Regions from separate parts of the Xenopus laevis genome. Here region 2 is linked to region 1. The links are chromatin contacts, called in public Hi-C maps. All regions are on one chromosome and are shown on one strand. The core of a region is the stretch at or near the end of the contact, and the rest is flanking DNA. Distances in the headings are between cores, read along the strand shown. Region 1 holds the start of s100pbp.L (S100P-binding protein). Region 2 has its middle 11 kb from the start of sync.L.

Region 1 (2,700 bases), core at 109-2,608:
CACAAACACAAAAGAAAAGTTAAGTACCAGGGGATTTGGGGCAGGCCGAGGGCTCTTTTTAAGCGTAGTACAAATTTACCGTCAGCTACATTGCCAGTAAATTTGTAATACCGGCCATGGCCATGGCAGGTATTTTACCGGCAGGGTGGCAACCCTATAACTCCCACGTATCATTAGGTACCAAGAAAAAACATCCTAAATATGAATGCCAGGGGTATACTGAACAGTTTGATGCCCATTGTTCATAGGATTACTAAAGCATCTGGGCTAGAAAAGTGGCAAATTAGTAAGTCAACCCTAGAAAGGGTACATATTCAGACTATTCCAAAATGGGTAAATACACCTTTCTACCAACCTTACTAACCTCTTCCAAGTCTAGGGGTTTTTAAGAAATTTCTGAAAATTGTCACAAAGCTTGCATTTTACCCCATTATATACCCCAGATTTCATAACGTACCAATATTAAACATCTTAAATAAGCACACTCTGGGTCTACTGAACACTTGCATGTCCAATATCCATAGATTTACAAAACTATGTGGCACACAGAGACTGTAAATGGATATATTGCAGACAAAATTTCCATGGGAAAAAACAAGTAACAAAAAAAGAAGGTGGAATGCAATAAAACCACTAAAACCAATGCTTTTTTTTTCTTGCCTAAAGTAATCAGCAGTCAGAATCACAGTTGTATTTTGGCTTGGCCAAATAATTTTTACAGTCAGAAACAAGTGAACAGCACATATGCAGAGCTGAAAATGCAATAAAATGGCTAAAAATGCACCAAAATCACCAAAAGTGTAGTGCGGTTAGCAAATACACTATTTGAAATGGCAATAAAACATTTTTTTCAGGCAAAAAAAAAAACAGTGGGTTGGAGGTCCAGGAAGAAGAGGCCTCAGCAGACACTTAGATGTCACGTGCCTGCTACAGCCTAGGGGCCCCTGTGTTATTGCGCCTCAGGGGGCACACAGTCCCCTGCTCAGCTCATTGCCATGGGGCAGGGGAACTAGTTGGTCACAGCAAGCGGCTTTAAAAGCAGCTTCTCCACTCACAGACCCGGAAGTGCTGCAGTAGAATCTACGTTCTCTGTACTTTTATACATAGAACATAGATTCTGCAACATTTGAAAGGTTAAAAAACACACTGGTATGCTTATTAGCACTGTTAAAAGCTCTACATAGCTAGACCTAGCCAGAGTTATTGGGCCCTTAAAGGTATCCTTGCTCACCATTCTGCATTAGCGGAGCTTGCGCTTCTGCAGAGGGCTGCGGTGCTCTCCCAACCCCCTAGGCAATGAGCAAAGGGGGAGGCAACATGAGTCCTGCGACGCATCTGTGTCTGCACATCGTCTGTGTCTCCTCTCTGCCTGTTCCAGCCAGCCTGCGACTTCCTGCTCTGTGGACTCTGCTTTAGGACCACCCCTTGGCTGTCCAGGGCCCTGCTGAACTGTAAGTAGCCTTTTTTTTTTTTTTTACACTTATACACAGATTTACATACATACATGCATGTACAGATACACAATATACATTTACTAAAGTTAGCTATATTCTTTTTCTTTTCAAGCTTTATTCTTTTTCTTGTCGGGCTTTATTTTTTGTTGTAGTTTTCCACACTGTCGGATCAGTTTTCTTTTTTTGTTATTTCATTGATTTTCCTGATTTTTTTTATTTTTGTGCTTTTACTGTGGTTTTATGCTTGCTTTGTTGTTCTCCATGTTTTATTTAGCGTAGCTTTGCAGTATGATCGTTTGGAATAGAAATACATTTTTTGCAATTTTGTATGTGTACTTTACAAAAATATATGGTTTTGGGTGGTCTTTGTGCTGTTAAGACGGCCTTGTGGCACATAATACCAAGTCAGGGAGCTTTATTCACAGAAGGCGAAAAGACAGCCGACAAAATTCATATGCACTATTTTTATTTGGGGTCTGCACATGCCAGCTGCTTTGGTATATCTATGCATATTGGGCATCAAACTGTTCAGTAGACCCGTGGCATCAATATTTAGGGTGTTTTACAATTGTATGTTAGAAATTCGGTGAGATAAAAGCAGCCAATTGCAATATTTTTAGGCGATTTTCAGAAATGTCATAAAAAAACGATGCCTTTAGCGTAGCTTTGCAGTATGCTTGTCTGGAGTAGAAAGACATAATTGATTGAAAACATACATGGTTTTCAGGGGTCACCATAATTTTTTGTACCATTTATCCTACATAAAACTGGCAGTGTTTATAACTTAGTGTAAATGTAAGCCATCAAATAAGTATGCACAAGGTCGATTCTGAAGTTTTTACATGCCATGAACTTCTATATACCTATGTATATTCAGTATTAAACTGTTCAGTGGACCCCAGGCTTTCAAATCAGGGGTGACTTATCTTGATACCAAATAGTATGTGGGAAATAAGATGTTGCAGAGTGGACGTTTTAAGGTGATTTTTGGAAATGCCATCAAAATCACCAAATTTAGGAAGGGTTTGAGGCTTGGTGCTTTGGAGTAGAAAGACATGTAAACCCAATTTGGATTCAGGGGAATGTGTAGTTTACGAAAATATATGGTTTTCTGGGGTGACTTACTTTTTTCTACCTTTGACCACCCCAAAATTATGTAAATGTGTTGATTTTGCAGTACCTGAAATGACAGACTATATGCGCGTTCTTCATTTTGGGGCACTATATGCCACCGGCTTAGGTAAAC
Region 2 (2,700 bases), core at 55-2,554, 77 kb after region 1:
AACTTTAAAATTCGACCATCGAATTTGATACTTCGATAGTCGAAGTATTTTCGATGTTTTCGATCTAAGTAAAAATCTTTTGATTGATTAAATAGTTCGAATCGAACGATTCCAACGATTTTACAAAAAAAATACATTGTCTACTCAAAACTTAGCCAAAGGTTATAGGAGGTCCGCTATAGGCTAAACAGCAATTCGGCAGGTTTAAGGTGGCGAAGTGTCGAAGTCGAAGTTTTTTCAATTTGTATCAAATTTTGGCCTATTCGATGGTCGAAGTACCCAAAAATTACTTTGAAATTCGAAGTTTTTGTATTCGAAAATTCACTTCGACCCTTAGTAAATGGGCCCCTAAGCTTTGCAGAGCAGTCAGATAAATGGTTGGCTATTCTGAGTCACTACTGCTTAAAGGAATTGTACAGTGTAAAAATAAAAACTGGGTAAATAGATAGGCTGTGCAAAATAAATAATGTTTCTAATATAGTTAGTTAGCCAAATATGTAATGTATAAAGGCTGGAGTGATTTGATGTATAACATATCAGTCTGAACACTACTTCCTACTTTTCAGCTCTCTTGGTTTACACTGACTGGTTACCCTGGCTACGAGGCAGTAACCAATCAGAAACTTGAGGGGGGGGGGCACATGGGTCATACCTGTTGCTTTTGAATCTGAACTGAATGCTGAGGATCAATTACAAACTCACTGAACAGAAATGTACCATTTGGCCCCCCTTCAAGTCACTGACTAACTCAGAGTTATAGAGCTGAAAAGCAGGAAGTAGTGTTCTGGCTGTTTTATTAGACATCTGTTCACTCCAGCCTTTATACATTACATATTTGGCTAACTAACTATATTAGAAACATTTTTTATTTTGCACAGCCTATCTATTTACACAGTTTTTATTTTCACACTGAACTGTTCCTTTAATAAATCCATATGAAGAATAATATAATCAGCAAGGATTTACCTTGTGGTTTGTAATTTACATGGACGAATATGAACAATAATACTTTATAGCAATGTTATAAATAGCAAAGAAAGATGGGATAGAAACAGGGAGACCAGAATTTGGCTCAGAAAAAATAAACCATAATTACAGTGATGTGTTTAATCGCCTAGTGCATATTTAGTTGTTATGGGTGGGGTTAGTTTCTGTTTTGCCTTGTTGGCCACTCCTCCCCCCCTTTTTTTTATAATACACAGTGAGACTACGCAGAACCAGTTCTGGGTAGCTTAGTGCTCCCACCACACCCACAGGCAGGTACCAGGCTGTGATGAAATCCTATGGTTTGGGAGCGGCCCCGTTATCTGTGCCAAGTCAAACTGTGGGGGAAAAAAAAACTACGTAAGAGCACCCTCTAGTGGGATCTAAGAGGTGTAGGCTACGCCAGATGTTCCAAGCAAATTTGTCTATATATTAGCCTATATGTTTGTTGGTAATGTTATATACTGGTTATAGTATGTATATATATATATATATATATATATATATATATATATATATATATATATATATATATATATATATATATATATATATATATATATATAGAAGTCCAGCTAGTGCACTCCACAAAAAGCATTTAAATGCCTGGGTGCCGGTAAAAACGTACAAATACTGTATAAAAAGTAACCGTACTCACAGGACTGTCATGAAAAAAAAACGTAAGGGCTGTAGTTTATTCCTCAACGTTTCGGCTACCAAACTTTAGCCATCCTCAGTGTACTGTGGGACATTAAATATATATATATATAATGTCCCACAGTGCCCGCACTCAGACCAGACCAATGGAGCCAGTGGTGCATGATCAATAGTATTGATATATATAGATGAAGGATCAGCACTCACTGTTATATTGTGAAGAAAGGTGTTTATTTCATGCAAAGTACATCTTTATCCAACGTTTCGGTCCCACTTGAGAAAGGTCCCCATGTGGGAACGAAACGTCAGATAAAGATGAATTAACTGAAATAAACACCTTTCTTCACAATATACAGTGAGTGCTGATCCTTCATCTATATATATATATATATATATATATATATATATATATATAAATATATATATATATATATATATATACTGTATATATACTGTATATATGCAGGAAATAGCGACACTCACAGGACTTTTCTTAGTGTGAAAACAAATGATTCTTTATTGAAGACTCAACCTTTTGATCCCAAACCGGGATCTTCGTCAGGAGTTCTGAGTTCTCCTGACGAAGATCCCGGTTTGGGATCGAAACGTTGAGTCTTCAATAAAGAATCATTTGTTTTCGCACTAAGAAAAGTCCTGTGAGTGTCGCTATTCCCTGCATATATACAGCTACACCATTGCTGGTACCCGGGCAAGTTACACAGGAAACGGAGTGCACCTTTCGGACTGATATATATATATATATATATATATATATATATATATATATATATATATATATATATGTTTTCCAAGATATAATTGCATGACAAGTGATTTGGCACTTTATTTAACAAATCCATGTTTGGTCGAAACCTCAATTTGTTAAATAAAGTGCTGTATATGTATATATATATATATATATATATATATATATATATATATATATATATATATATATATATATATATATATATATATATATATATATATATATATTGAAAGGAGAGTCAGCACACTCTGTATAATTTCAGGTGAAAACAAGTGTTGGTTTATTCACAC

What was found. A called contact is a pair of places that touch in the nucleus more often than the background predicts.
Region 2: a Hi-C map of the XL177 cell line shows a contact between it and region 1, with 2.7 times the contacts expected there.

The regions. Positions count from the first base shown.
Region 1 is chr2L:93,861,833-93,864,532 of Xenopus_laevis_v10.1, forward strand. It overlaps s100pbp.L (S100P-binding protein), which reads right to left and starts at 1,359. Exons shown (of 6, transcript XM_018245359.2): 1 at 1,232-1,359. The coding sequence starts at 1,241. All of the region lies in intron 1 of yars1.L (tyrosine--tRNA ligase, cytoplasmic), which reads left to right.
Region 2 is chr2L:93,939,222-93,941,921 of Xenopus_laevis_v10.1, forward strand. No RefSeq gene overlaps it. Among protein-coding and RNA genes, the nearest start is that of sync.L, 11 kb to the right of the region's middle.